5 separate regions of the Mus musculus genome follow, and regions 1, 2, 3 and 4 are each linked to region 5. A link is a contact called in public HiChIP or PLAC-seq and promoter capture Hi-C data. All regions are on one chromosome and are shown on one strand. Each heading gives the region's core, a stretch centred on a gene start, on an enhancer-like site or on the middle of the called end of the contact. The rest is flanking DNA. Distances are from core to core; before and after follow the strand shown. Region 1 overlaps Gm40419 (a long non-coding RNA gene). Region 2 has its middle 110 kb from the start of Gm34523. Region 3 overlaps Gm40419 (a long non-coding RNA gene). Region 4 overlaps Prkd1 (protein kinase D1). Region 5 holds the start of Foxg1 (forkhead box G1).

Region 1 (2,867 bases), core at 72-2,571, 700 kb after region 5:
TTATGTTATTAGTTTAACTGTAATAATTCAACTTGGGTTCAGGTTAAAAAACAAATTTAGAGATTAACTTACAAAAAATTAATAAAGATCCAAGCCTACTGACACAATTTTTAAATCCAGTCACCCAGAAAGTAGAGACATGAAAATCAGGAGTCTGAGGTCAGCTAGCCTTGACTATATTGGGAGTTAAGGCAGCAAAGAAGAATTTCTAAAGAAAAAAGTTTATAAAAATCCCAAAATATTAAATTAAACAAAGTATAAGTGAATAAAATGATTTAAATTACCGTATCAATTGTTTGCTTGTGTAGATGCTGTCAGAATATTTCAAAGTGTTTGGGAATAGCTTTTTTTTTTTAACTTTATTTATTTTACAGTTTTATTCACATTTCCTAGCCTGGTAGCCCTTTCATCATAGATCTGTGAGAGACTGGTTTTGATGTAATTAAAAAAAAAAAAAACAAGCAGAGCTGTTATTTTTCATTACAGACAAAAGAAATTCTCAATTGATTTTCAAAATCAGATCATTAAAAAGAAACCAATTAAAAATACATTGCTTGTATGTAGAGAAGTATCTTTATATAATCCAAAATCAGATATATCCTATAGATAACAAATTATAGTAAGAGCTATACAAATTTATATATGGCTGTTAATATATGTAAATTGATGTATGCATAAATATGCATGTAGATGTGCATATAGAGAGCTATATATTTTTATGGTTTAACATTAGATACCCGTCATTTTTGCTTTCCTGGAAAATTTTTCCAATATAAAAATGCATTATTTGAACATAAGTAAAATACAGGGTATCTAGTACTCTGAAAACCAATTATCCTGGGAAAAACCATTCAACTGTCTTTTGTGAGCAATGCCATAGAAAAACTATCACCCTATAGAAACAGCCCATCATTATACCACTATAGAAAATGTACTTGTTAGGATGCATATTTACAAAATATAAAAATATCACAATCTGGCAGCTTTCTTTGGGTATCAGAGAAAAAGAAGAAAAAGGTCTTTGTCCTGTGTGACCAGCCACGTATTCTAATCTCCTAGACCATATCTTTCTTTAATGGGAAGGTGAAATGAGAGCATTGTCCTTGTTACTTAGTAAAATAGACAGAACAAAGAGAGCACAGATAATAGCCCTGAGTATCAACATTTATGTTTGAACAGAAAGCTTTGAGGCAGGCTGTGATTTTGATACACTGTGCAAAGTGACTTGTTTTCTGTTGTGAATAACTGAAGTAATAAACAGAGTGTTCCTGCTGACTCTGAGAGCGGTGCTACCTTCTCGCTTGGTTGTAAAAAAAGCGCGTCAGTTACGAACGCACTCCGCTCATATGTGTTTGCTAACTCGGTTCCATGGATGCTGCTGCCTGGAATGATCACTTTGAATTGAAATATGTTTAACTGCAGTTAAAGTTTTAAAACAGCAGTGTTTTTCAGGCAAGGTGAACACATGACAACAGTAATTCCGCAGTTGTAAATTTCTTAAGTTAATAGTTGTATGTTAAAACAGCATCAAGCACCAGCCCAACTTTAGTATTTTTGCATTAAACATGAACTAGGTTATAATTTCGACATATGACATCTCATTTCAAAAATTATTTTTTCATAGGCAGTTATTTATACTCTGAAACATTTTAATTTCTTGAATTAAAGGATGCAATGTAGGTAAAGATATTCCTATATTTTCAAGTTCTCTTTTGATTGGTAAGGGACAGTGCAGGCCCATCTGTTTTGCAGCAAAGAAAGCCCCAAACCATCTGTGTAGAGCCACATGCCAGCTAAAACACAGGGATATGCACAGTTTTTTTGTTATGAAAAATTTTGCAGAATTTTTTCTGTATTAGTGTGAATAAATTAGCAACAACTAAATTAAAGAAATCTTTGGAGAACATATTAACTTTCTAGTGCCTACACTAAATTATATCTATTTAGAATTTATGGAGCTGGTATTGTCCCCATATGAATTTTTCCTTACTGTTTTGAATTTTATACTGAAAATTCATCACTGTCTACAAGTAAACAGCTTCATTGTTAATAACGTAAGGTGATTTTTGTAAAACTGATTTTGATTGGGCAATTCGTTAGTGTTCGAATTTTAATAATTCTTGGGAGATATTCATAGTAATATAGTTAAAAATCTATATACATTGCACTATTTTCACAATATCTAGTAAATGTGACTACATTATGACATATTCTAAAAAATACTTTTGGCTTTTTTTTTTCAGTAACTCTGATAAACTATTTTTGGATTCAGCCAGAGTAATTTGAATCAATTGCTGTCTTTTTGGGAGCAAATAAGCATATTGAGTGATAAATTTAACATTAATCATTTTTCATAATTATATGGTTCTGAACAATTATATTAATATACTTAAAGTGCCTCTAGCTTGAAAATACATTATAGCGCATCCAATAATGGGCTTTTTGCCTAAGCAAAGTTACCATCTGAGCCCCTTTTTCCAAAAAATCAGAGAATCATATACAGGCTGATAATCTTTCCAAACATTTGAAATATCAAATTTTATGATCTTCTAGAAAGTCTTTTATCTTCAGTCTACATTAGTTTGTGTATGATTGCTATTTGATGCGTTAGGAAATTGCAAACAGAAGAGCCATGTGAACGCATATTAGCTCCTAACACAGAGTAAGTACCGATGAGATATGTTACTCTCCGGGGGAGACCTTTTCTGCTACGTTTTACATTGGTGTTGAAAATGCTTATTATCTGTTTAAAAAACATTAAAAGCTTTAAATTCAAGCAGCTCGTTTTTCATTTTGTTAATTGCATAACATACTAATGCTGTACTAGGTTGTTTTTTTCAGGGGTATAATGATGCAACAATATTTAC
Region 2 (2,898 bases), core at 137-2,636, 950 kb after region 5:
AATCCATTTTGATGGAGATATACCCCTGCTGCCCTGATTAGCTGAAGCTGCATGCCTGGGGAGGTGGCTTGGCCTGCGTGCGTGGATGGGAACTGAGAGTATAAAAGAGTGAGAGGCCCAGGGAGATAAACAAGGGAGATATAAACAAGGGAGATATAAACAAGAAGAAACAGGACTGAATAAACGTTTGCAGAAGGGTCCTGTTGCAGCGTCGTTCTTCCTGGCCAGTTGGGCGCGCGCAAAAATGAAGTACTGATCCAGTCAGCAACATAGATGTTCTTCAAAGGCATTATTTTAAGAGGACAAAGAGGACGAGGAAGGGCTTTAGAGTGACCGAGGCTTTTATGCGTGGTGTTGAACTGCACATTTTACAATTTACAGACATGTACAGCAGACTTTTTGGTACCTTAGCTTAAAGATTGTAACAGATGTGTATTAATAGCTTACTTCATTTTCTCATCAAGATAAAACACTTAGAAACAAGCTATTTAGTGTATCAATTTCCTTAGCCAAGAGATCTAAGAAACTATTTGTATAGCAGTCTCCATAAGATTAATGAGAGAATGGTTGTGAAATGTTTTGAATGCCTTAAAGGGAAGCTGCTATGTGAATATAAAGCATTGTTATTAATTAGGCAGCTATTTTTTGCTTTTGCTATGAAGTTTATGATTGTCTTCATTTTTCATTTTATTTTTAATGAATTGTAACAATAAAATGTGGTAGCCAAGTTATAAAATGAAACAATGTGCTAATGAGGCTAAAATTTGTAATTAGGATTTGAAATATTGGTCTGTCGAAAGATAATTATTCTAATGATTGTTTCTGTGTGTACACAAGCTACAATCTTATGAAGTCCATGTAGCTTACTTTGCAGTTTTTCTGTGGAGCACAGTTCCAGACTGTATGTCCTCTGAGATGTTCCTAGCTTAGTTGTAAGTCTGAAGGGAAAGACCCAGATAGGAGGGAGAAATTCATGCTGATCATAAAAGAATACACTTTTTGAAGTATTGAAGTATTGAAGGTATCTCCAGCTAAATATAGACCCTGACCTTCTTAGAAGACATTTTATCTCTCTGTGAACATTAACTTAAAGGTAGTTTTCAATTCTTGAATCCAATCAAAAATTTAATTTTTTTCCTTTACCAAATACAAAATAAATGATTAGAATATTCCCATTGTAAAATAACTGCCACTACTCATTTTATGGCAGAGTGTGACATTGTCCTGGTCTTTGAAGTCATAGATAATCAAGCTCAATATAGCCCAGACTACGTGAGTTTCTCTATCTATCCACTGATGTGACTTCCTCGGGACCTTTTACTCTGTTCACATCAAGTTCATTCTTCTTTCTATATTATTATGCAAATGTGTCCTCCTATGCCTCTGATTCAACACGAAGTGGGACAAAACTCCTGGAAAGCATCCAGAGGGCCTTTCACGCATGGGAGACACTCAGTGGTAACTCAGGAGTCAGCTGACAATGCAAGACATTTTCTAGTGTGAGAACAAAATTAAGAGGAGAAAATCCATTTGAATTTCTTTGAAAACTGAGGTCATTTAGACTACATTTCTTAAGTGAAATTCAAACTAATTTTTCAGAACAAACCAGTCTCCATAACTCCAAAAGAATATTTTCAAAAACAACATGAGATACAATGGTTCTTTTATTTCTTGAATGCTGTGTGTGTCTTGCTCCAACATATTATTTAATCAGTAGGGCTGGCTCTTCATAGTCATTTAAAGAAATTACCTATAACTAACCTCCTGGATATAACGCAGGACACAAAAGAGAACCACAGAAGAGTACATTTTTTTCTTTTTTTGTTATTTCTCAACAGCATTATTTCTGAGAATTAGAAAATGTAGACAGTTGACCACATGATCCAGCTATCTTGCCTTTTTCAAATGTTGAGATGAATAAAACCATCATATCCTGTGGCAGAGAGATGGATCAAGCAGTTAAAAGCATGTATGCTGCTCTTGAAGAGGATCAGAGTTTGGCTCCTACCATTAAAGTTTGGTGGCTAAAAACTACCTGTAACGCCAGCTCTGGTAGACCAGATATCCTCTCCTGAACTCCACAATAGGAAGAAGTTATGGCAGTCAACTTCTCTAGTTGTTTATGCTCACTAAGCTATGTGAGAGTAATATTGTTTATAGGAATTTACCTAAGTTCATTCAGTAAAGCTTGATGTTAGAAAACCTGTGACTGTGAGTCTCAAAGTTCATTTCCTTCCTGGTACTCCATAAAAGTAGACAGAGGAATCGCATTGGAGGAGTAAAGATTTAGAGGAATATGGGTCTTTTCAACTTCTGTGTACCAGTACATTGAAGGTCATGAAAAATACTTGTTGAATGACTAACAATAAATGCCACTCTTGAAAGCTTCATTAATTCCCTGGGCCACTAGACTGTGAGAGTTTTATATGAATTATTCCGTTTAATCTTTTGTAACCCATGTAGGATTATAGGACTTCCATGGATACCAGGGCTTTTTCTATATCATTTGCGGTTTTCACTTCCACTCTAAGAGAAATCCATCAGTTTTATACTGGAAAGCATTGAAAGTTTTGAGAGAAGATAGTTGCTGATGATCCAAAATTGAGAATTTTATTCTATGAGTTGTAAACGTAGAAATTAAAGGAAAGAAACATAAAAAAGTGTTGTAGAAAATTAAGATACCTGAGGGTCTGAAGAGATGTTTGAGTGGGTAACTGTACAAGTATGCAGACTCCTGTTTGAGTATCCAGCACCCACACAAAGCCTGGGTAAGTATTGCCTGCATGTGTAACCCCAGAACTGGTGGCAGAGATTAGCACAACTCTGGAGGCTACTGGCCAGCCACTATAATCAAAAGCATGATTTCCAGACACACTGACAGACCTTGTCTCAAAAATA
Region 3 (2,712 bases), core at 195-2,694, 660 kb after region 5:
AGTATGGAGGGCTTGGGAACAAAATGTAGATGATTAGGACATATGAACACAAATTAGACAGAGGCAGTAAGCATTACTTGATCATTGTAAAAGGTTTCCAATTAATGGAAGAGTTTAGTATATTAAAGATAAATATTTCAAAGAAAGCATTGTGTTTTCCACTTCTGACATCTTTTAAAAATTATATTTGAAGGTTTAAAACATGAAACCAAGGATCAAAAGAGCCTCACAGAGGCTGACTCTATAAGTGTGGATCTGTAGATTTTGTCCATTTCTAATTTTTCCACATTGTCTGTGCTGACAACCTCCCTGATGCTAATTCTTTTAGAGATGACAACATGATCTTAATGTCCATTATCTAACCAGTGAAATGTATCATGCCTAAGCTCAAAGTTTACTGATGTGTTTACATTTGCAAATGTAAGAATACTTTTGTTACTATTAAATTACCATATGTATGAAACTCAAGAAGAATGAAGACTAAAGTGTGGACACTATGCCCCTCCTTAGAATTGGGAACAAAGCACCCATGGAAGGAGTTACAGAGACAAAGTTTGGAGCTGAGACGAAAGGATGGACCATCTAGAGACTGCCATATCCAGGGATCCACCCCATAATCAGCTTCCAAACGCTGACACCATTGCATACACTAGCAAGATTTTATCGAAAGGACCCAGATGTAGCTGTCTCTTGTGAGACTATGCTGGGGCCTAGCAAACACAGAAGTGGATGCTCACAGTCAGCTATTGGATGGATCACAGGGCTCCCAATGGAGGAGCTAGAGAACCCAAGGAGCTAAAGGGTTCTGCAACCCTATAGGTAGAACAACATTATGAACTAAGCAGTACCCCGGAGCTCTTGACTCTAGCTGCATATGTATCAAAAGATGGCCTAGTCAGCCATCACTGGAAAGAGAGGCCCATTGGACATGCAAACTGTATATGCCCCAGTACAGGGGAAAGCCAGGGCCAAAAAAAATGGGAGTGAGTGGGTAGGGAAGTGGGGGGGGGAGGATATGGGGGACTTTTGGGATAGCATTGGGAATGTAATTGAGGAAAATATGTAATAAAAAAATTCTATAGTACTGTCAAATAGTTTATAACAAAACCCAACCAAACTAAAGTAATGATGTTGTGGTGAGAATTTTAGCTAGCCCTTTCTGAAAGCAAGCCTGTAGAAAGTATATGTGTAGAGGACTCATCTCTAATCCCTATGACTGGATAGACACTCCCTTAGCACACACCATTAATACCAAACAATGTCGGTAGGGTTAGTTTGTAGAAGGAAGTACTCTTGTTTGAAAGTGACTTCTAATTAAGGGGCAGACAAAGTGATGAATCAGAAAAACTTGACAGAATGAGTCAGAGATAGAATACTCCCCCTCTTGTGTGAACAGGACAGGAAAGAAAAGTGACTTATGAGCCTGGAGTGAGTCACTGCAGTGAGAATCAGTACATTGAGTACAGTACAGTAGATCTGAGTTCCTTCATGAGTTCATGCAGTTCCGTGCATGCCTGCAGAGAGAGTTGAAGCCAGATAATTAAAAGAAACCAGAAGATTAGAACAGATTGACAAGCTAGGCAGTGGTGGCGCATGCCTTTTATCCCAGCACTTGGGAGGCAGAGGCAGGTAGATTTCTGAGTTCAAGGCCAGCCTGGTCTACAGATTGTGTTCCAGGACAGCCAGGACTATACAGAGAAGCAATGTCTGGAAAAAATAAACAAAAGAATAGATTGACAGAGTTAATTTGAAAACAAAAAGAACAATTTAGTCAAAAGCCAAGAGCAGCCAGATTTAATTAGTATGATTGGAAGATTAGATTGTATAGAGACAATAAAGCCAAGCCTTATGGATGCTCACAGTCATCTATTGGATGGAACACAGGGCCCCCAACGTAGGAGCTAGAGAAAGTACCCAAAGAGCTGAAGGGCTCTGCAACCCTATGGGAGGAACAACAGTATGAACTAACCAGTACCCAGAGAGCTCATGTCTCTAGATGCATATGTAGCAGAAGATGACCTAGTTGGCCATCTTTTGGAGGAGAGGTCCTTGGTCTTGCAAAGATTATATGCTCTAGTACAGGGAATGCCAGGGCCAGGAAGCAGGAGTGGGTGGGTTGGGGAGCAGGGCAGGGGAGGCTATAGGGGACTTTGGGGATAGCATTTGAGATGTAAATGAAGACAATATCTAATAAAAATTGTTAAATTAAAAAAAATAAAGCACTTTCCTACCATTGTGAAGAAAAAAAATTGGGTTCAGCCCTAGTTGTGTATTCACACAGTTTGGGTTCACAGTTTGGACACAGCTCTCATCTTACCATGTCATCAGAGGAATAAAAGTTACTTTTACATGTATGCTAATTGGAAATCATAGAATGCCAAAGGTGTTCCCAGTACAGGATGTGTAGAAGCATGTGTTTTTACAAGCTTAGAGACACACCAAACTCATCTCTTGTGAGGAGCGGGTGTGGCAGCAGTCCCAAGTTGGCGCCCGGGACTGCAGCTAAGTGTTATTGACTTGCACCTGACTTCCTCATCCACCTGAAAATAAGCCATGACCATCATGAGAGCTGCACAGGTGCACCATGATGCTGGCAGTTTAAATAAGTCCATATTTGGTGGAGACACGCCCCTGCCGCCCTGTTTGGCTGAAGCTGCGTGCCTGATGAGGTGATGTGGCCTGCTGTGAGTGGATGGGGACTGAGAGTATGTA
Region 4 (2,700 bases), core at 136-2,635, 970 kb after region 5:
CTTTTCTTATGGAAACATTATCAGCAATGCAAATTTTAATTTTTACGTTTCACATTCATGACCAAAGATTTTGGTTCTTTCAAAAAATTTCTGTAGCCATACATCCATGTGTTTCCAAAAAAATTGGAAAAGGAAGAAATACAGTTTTTAAATCTATGTTTTACCTTTTTCTTTTTGGGGGGGGGTTTGGTTTAAGTTATTGGCTTATAACTTTTTGCCCAGAAGTTTTCTTATTATTCTATTAAACAAAAGATTAAAGTATCTGCAACATTTTACTGCACACTCATTTTTAAATGGAGTGGGTCCTTTGGAAAGTCTTAGGACAGCTAACACTCCATGGAGCTCATGGCTAGGTGCACAAGGGTATCCGCGGAAGAAGGAATTCTAGGATGTATGCAGATGCTGAGGGCTTTAAGTTTATTCAGACAAATAAGTGCTCCATCAGTAAAAGTATTTTGATTCTATTTTCCTCTGGCATCAATGCCCTGAATTATCCTTGAAACTACAAACTATACTGCAGTCATTCTGGATTTCAAACTAAAAGTCAAGTACTTGGATAGCAACCCCTAAGTGTACAAGATACATGAGCCCTGCTATGGAAAAAACTGAAAGCATGCAAAGCATGGAGGAAACCCTGGAAAGATGCTGTCACTGACCCTTCTGCAGAGCTAACACTTAGGGCCCACAGTTCACCTGTCCCAGCAAATCCTATCTTCATCTTTGATCAAGTCCATTGATCAGTTCAGTATGTGTGGTAGGTTCTTCCTACTCTCTCCATTAGATTTTAGCTCTGTTGAGGCCAGACGAAGTTTTTTAGTAAACTTGATGAGTCTCTAAAATAAAAGATGGATTGGAACTTTGAGGTTCCATTTGGTGGCATCAACCAGAAATTTAAATAGTATCTTTCTCAGCTCTAAGTTTTAACGCCCATATTTTATGCATGTGGTCTATCTGTTTTAGTTGTAATATATTTGGATGATGGGGCACCACATCTGGGTAGGATATAATGGATCACGGGCTCAACACTGACTACTGTCGGAAAATCAGAAGGATATTTACAATATAGAGTATTTAATTTATAGCAGAGAAAGGACTTATGACCCCCCAACCCCAGCCCCACATTCATCGTTTTGGTCAGACATATCACATTTTTCTTTTATGCTTTCTCTCCTCACATTTCTCCATCCCACACGATGCAGGTTGAATGTTCAGAGGGATGCCGATTTGATGGAGCCATCACCAGCCCTCTAGGCTTTCCTCTTCGAGGCAGTGGTATACACCCTTCCAGTTCTACCTCTGACTGCTGAAGTGCAGTGCTTACTACTCCTCTCCCTATGCTTGGCTTCACGCTGATGGGAACTTGTGTGTTTATTTTAAAAATCGTTTTGCAACCCTTCACATTCCAGCTCTCAACGCAGCATGCCGTTGCCCAGCAACACTAACTGGGACGCTCCTCACAGGGGCTGCAACCAGAAGCTGCCAACAGCTAACAAGGCCACTGGAAATCATCATCTCACTCGTTCCTGAGTCAATTACCGGAATCCAATGAAGTGTAAGACCTTTAGAGACTCGAGCTGATGGCTTCGGTGCTCTTAGTTCTTTCCTCTATAGAAAGTATTCCATCAATGGCTACTCTCTGCTTCACATTTGGTCGCATTTTCTGCTGAAGATCGGCAACATGATCTTGGAAACCATGAATTGTTTCAACACAAGCATACAGAGGTTATCACACCCGTGCCTGCCTGACTCGAGATTTAAGGTAGCAACAAAAATACATTCCTGTCATAGAGTGTTTTCTATTTCCATTCCATGCTAACATCCTTTTAAGAAAGTTTTGTTTCTTAAAAAAAAAAAAAAATGAGTGCTTAACACAAAGAAAGGTAAAAGTCTTTAGGTAAGGAGTCTCCAGGAAGGTTCTGGAAGTTTTTAGAAGTGCTTTGGGCATTTCTATTATGCTCAGGGCTTGTACTTGGCTACTAAACATCTTTGTAGGCTTTCACATATATTTCACTAGAAGTTTGAGATTTAAACAGAGGATTCTGGTTTACAGGTTTAGGTGGAAGGTGATGGTGTGTATCTGTCCCTGGATCGCTGCCAGTTCTGGGATTGGTGGCTTTTAGGACAGATTTTGTGTTGCAAAAGGTTGAAGGTACAAGATCATTGAAATTGGTTAATAGCTAGGTTACTATGGTGCCATGGGCCATTGAATAAATGGATATAAATGCAAAGAAAAACATTAAGGATCTATTCTGAACCATATCTTGGTTCAGTATTTTAGAATTAAGACTTGGTGGGGGTGGGGGTAGGGAGGCGCTTCCAGGCTAATTAACTGTGCAGAAAATGATGATAGTAATAGTAAATAAGTTGGATTACACAAATAATTCCCCAAATGGCTACAGTCTAGAGCAATGGGTGATCCTGGTAAGAAAACGTTTTATTGCTAAATTAAACTATTTGGATACTTCAATCCTCTACCCTCTTCTAATTGAAGAATTGGGAAATATGGGTTAGAGAAGGGTAGGGAGCGTGGGGGGAGGAACTGTGTGAGGGAGGACAGGGAGGAGAGGGCAGTGATCAGGATGTAAAATGATAAATAAATGAATGGGAAAAACCTTTATAAGCATGAGTCAAAGCCTCAAAACTCACAGTTACTCATTATGATTCTACTAATTGTTCCCAAATCAAATCTTATGCCAAACT
Region 5 (2,700 bases), core at 179-2,678:
ACACAAACACCCAGCTGTGTCTATTTTAAAAGCAGTTCAATGACAGCTTGCACTTATGAGCATGCAATCAGCTAATTTCGCTTTTTTTTCTTCTGTGTTAATCAACACTTTCCTTCCTGCATATCAGAGTACAAATAGTATAGTTACTCCACATCAGTAAATGTTTACGTAACCTGTCCTTTCCCAAGAATCCGGTTACACCGAATCATTTCACGCTAGACCGACTACGAAAACGTACCGGGCCGTCCACCTCTGAGGGAGCCCCGGGAGCCATTATAAGCGGTGGTGAGAAGGGGGGCTGGGGGATGGGGAGGAGTAGGTGGAGGAGTGAAGGGGAGAGGAAAGGAGGGAGGGAGAAGGGGTGGGTTAGTGAAAGGGGAAGAAGGGAGAGGGGAGGAGGAAGGAAGGCAAGCGCATTGAGGAACCACCAGGGAAAATGGGCCTGAGGAGGAGAAAAGAGTGGGAAGGGAAATGAACAAGACAACCCAGGCTCACAGATCTCTCTAGCTAGGTTGGCAAAGCTCATCACGTCGCCAGGCTCCGTGAGAAACCCCAAGCCTAGAAATCAACCTTTGGCACCAATGTGTTTTGCAAAGCTGATTGCTAGAACCCTGGCCTTTTCCGTCATGCATAGCTTGTTTTAAAGTCAGCGGATATGTAGGAAGAGATCCAAGCAGTGGAAGGATATTTGGGGACAAATAATCAAAGATCTCTTACAACACTCCAATAGATATAAAATTTGCTAGCTATTTGTAATTGTGGATAATTTTCGCTAGCGTTTCCCTCTCTTTCCCTCCCCTCTTTCTGCGCCCCATTTCAAATTTGGGGGGTGAGAACATCAGAATAACTCCCTATTATTTTGAGTATTGCATGTTTCTGGTAGATTTTAGTACCACACATAGGCCCTGTTTTTTCTCCTTCCTTTTTTTTTTTTATATCAAGACTGAGAGATCATTTAGCTAAGAGCTCATCAAAATGAATGCTGGCATGGGTAGAGTATTTTACCTTAAAGAGGAGGGGAAAGATACTCGTGACCTATGTGTCTCCACCTCCCTCTCCTCTCTGGCTACGGCCTCTGCTTACAACGTGGCGCGCTTTGAGCCAGTGAGGATTTGTGATCTGTGTGCTCCGCACTAAATTCCAATCCCTGGGAAATGCTGGGCCTTGGCCCTGGCCCTGGCCGCGATCTTTTTAAAGGCCTTGAATTACAAGCTACCCACTCGTTTCAACCTCCCCACCAAACCATCCCCCAAACCCCAGAAGCTAGGACTGTCAAATCCACCTTCCTTGGGCTCCCCAGAGCATTCCAGCAGCATCCAAGAAGGGTAAGAGCTGATTTCGCCCTACTGGTGTTTCAAGATTGAGGTTTTAAAGAGATAAAGTATTTGTGAAATGGGAAAAAGGAGCAAACATAGGATTTAAAAAAAAAAAAAACGGAAGTAGACGCCCACTCATATTTTCTTCAATGTCAAGCAAAATGAAAATATTTCCAGGATGATCGATCGCGGCTACCGGCTTCCAGTACTGCCTAGAAGCTGAAGAGGAGGTGGAGTGCCCGAGGAGACAACTGCCACCGGGTCACCCGCGCGTGAGCGCGACTCTGGGAGTGAAGCGAGACGGAGGGAGAACACACGTGTTACCTGCTTTATTTCGGGACTGTTTGGGTCTGTGCTCGCCCGGGGCAGCTCTCCGCCCGCCCGCCCGCGTGCGTGGAAGGCCTCCACAGAACGCACCCACCGCTCAGCCGCCCCCGCTCGCCGCCCTCAGCCCAGCTTCACAGCCGAGCTCGCCGCGGGCCGCAGGAAGCTGTAAGTACCGGCCTGGCCGTGGCCGCCCCCGCCCCACCTTCCAGGCCCCGTTCCCCCGATGCCCGGCTCTCCGGAGCTTGCTGGCCCGCTCGCTCCCAGGGCGCTGCCGGGGCCGCCGCGTCCCCAGGGTTCACGCCCTCTCCCGCACCCTCGCAGCTCGCCCCTCCGCCGCGCCCCCCGCCCCGCTCTTCCAGACAAAATTGGATACAAACTTTAATCAATAAGGATAAATATTGACGCGCAAAGGAAAATAATCCCATACAGGGAGGAGGCCACAGTCGAGCGGCCGCGGCCCGGGGCGCACGCCCCACGCTAATCCTGGCCGGGTGGGCGATCTCCCGCCGGTCCCCGCGGCTCCAGGCCTGGGCCCCGCCACCCGGAGGGGGCGGTGAGCGGGGGGCGGGGCCGGGGCGGGGCGGGGATGGGCGGGCCCTGGGCCCCCGATTGGTCGACGGCTAGCCAGACGCTCCTGCACGCCGGCGGCACTGATTGGTTCGGCAGTAGGAAAGGTTAAACCAAAAATTTTTTTACAGCCCTAGTGTGCGCCTGTAGCTCGGAAAATTAATTGTGGCTATAGCTGCCTCGATCGCTGTCTCCTAGCCTCGCTGCGGCCGCTCCGGGACGCGCCCGCCCGCCGCCCGGCTCTCCCCCCCTTCGGGCTGCCGCTGCTGCTGCTGTGACTGCTGCGGCGCGAGGAGGAGGAGGCAGCGGGGGAGGGGGAGGCCGGGCGCGGAACGGAGCGGGGCGCTGCACCCCGGGCGACGGGTTGCTTCTGCCTCTAGCCTCCCTCTCTCTCTCTCTCTCTCTCTCTCTCTCTCTCTCTCTCTCTCTCTCTCTCTCTCTCTATCTCCTCTCCCTCTCTCTCTCTCTCTCCCTCTCTCTTTCTCTCTCT

Evidence for each region. Promoter capture Hi-C pulls out the DNA fragments that hold promoters and counts their contacts. HiChIP or PLAC-seq counts read pairs in DNA pulled down with a chosen protein or histone mark.
Region 1: a contact with region 5 is called in a promoter capture Hi-C map of hippocampal neurons, with 8 times the contacts expected there. The contact joins the enhancer-like site here to the promoter of Foxg1 in region 5. A contact is called at or near these places in 2 of 39 promoter capture datasets (both in hippocampal neurons), 2 of 484 Hi-C or Micro-C datasets (both in cortical neurons), 8 of 115 datasets of contacts at active chromatin or transcription factors (craniofacial prominence, embryonic basal ganglia, embryonic forebrain and 5 more) and 1 of 9 other capture datasets (adipose tissue).
Region 2: an H3K4me3 HiChIP or PLAC-seq map of stem cell-derived neural progenitor cells shows a contact between it and region 5, with 21 read pairs. The contact joins the enhancer-like site here to the promoter of Foxg1 in region 5. A contact is called at or near these places in 3 of 39 promoter capture datasets (embryonic stem cells and frontonasal cranial neural crest), 1 of 15 datasets of contacts at CTCF or cohesin (the NIH/3T3 cell line), 8 of 115 datasets of contacts at active chromatin or transcription factors (embryonic basal ganglia, embryonic forebrain, embryonic hindbrain and 5 more) and 2 of 9 other capture datasets (liver and pancreatic islet).
Region 3: a contact with region 5 is called in a FOXA1 HiChIP or PLAC-seq map of pancreatic cancer cells. The contact joins the enhancer-like site here to the promoter of Foxg1 in region 5. A contact is called at or near these places in 5 of 39 promoter capture datasets (the 3T3-L1 cell line, embryonic stem cells, liver and 1 more) and 7 of 115 datasets of contacts at active chromatin or transcription factors (the NIH/3T3 cell line, SST interneurons, embryonic basal ganglia and 4 more).
Region 4: an H3K4me3 HiChIP or PLAC-seq map of forebrain shows a contact between it and region 5, with 5 times the contacts expected there. The contact joins the enhancer-like site here to the promoter of Foxg1 in region 5. A contact is called at or near these places in 3 of 39 promoter capture datasets (embryonic stem cells, frontonasal cranial neural crest and hippocampal neurons), 6 of 115 datasets of contacts at active chromatin or transcription factors (astrocytes, embryonic basal ganglia, embryonic forebrain and 3 more) and 2 of 9 other capture datasets (adipose tissue and pancreatic islet).

The regions. Positions count from the first base shown.
Region 1 is chr12:50,080,015-50,082,881 of GRCm38.p6, forward strand. The region is part of intron 2 of Gm40419 (a long non-coding RNA gene); the gene reads right to left. Among named protein-coding and RNA genes, the nearest start is that of Gm40418, 39 kb to the right of the region's middle. Within about 2 kb of position 1,322, at least 14 of the 459 cell types and tissues checked have an H3K27ac peak or open chromatin away from gene starts, as enhancers often do. A contact at or near this core is called in cortical neurons, embryonic forebrain, forebrain and 1 more, where this site is marked.
Region 2 is chr12:50,332,010-50,334,907 of GRCm38.p6, forward strand. No RefSeq gene overlaps it. Among named protein-coding and RNA genes, the nearest start is that of Gm34523, 110 kb to the left of the region's middle. Within about 2 kb of position 1,387, at least 8 of the 459 cell types and tissues checked have an H3K27ac peak or open chromatin away from gene starts, as enhancers often do. A contact at or near this core is called in stem cell-derived neural progenitor cells, where this site is marked.
Region 3 is chr12:50,037,762-50,040,473 of GRCm38.p6, forward strand. All of the region lies in intron 2 of Gm40419 (a long non-coding RNA gene), which reads right to left. Among named protein-coding and RNA genes, the nearest start is that of Gm40418, 81 kb to the right of the region's middle. Within about 2 kb of position 1,445, at least 27 of the 459 cell types and tissues checked have an H3K27ac peak or open chromatin away from gene starts, as enhancers often do. A contact at or near this core is called in pancreatic cancer cells, where this site is marked.
Region 4 is chr12:50,351,221-50,353,920 of GRCm38.p6, forward strand. All of the region lies in intron 17 of Prkd1 (protein kinase D1), which reads right to left. Among named protein-coding and RNA genes, the nearest start is that of Gm34523, 130 kb to the left of the region's middle. Within about 2 kb of position 1,386, at least 36 of the 459 cell types and tissues checked have an H3K27ac peak or open chromatin away from gene starts, as enhancers often do. A contact at or near this core is called in forebrain and hippocampal neurons, where this site is marked.
Region 5 is chr12:49,381,579-49,384,278 of GRCm38.p6, forward strand. It overlaps Foxg1 (forkhead box G1), which reads left to right and starts at 1,429. Exons shown (of 2, transcript NM_008241.2): 1 at 1,429-1,808. It overlaps Gm34304 (predicted gene, 34304), which reads right to left and starts at 250. Exons shown (of 2, transcript NR_168648.1): 1 at 239-250.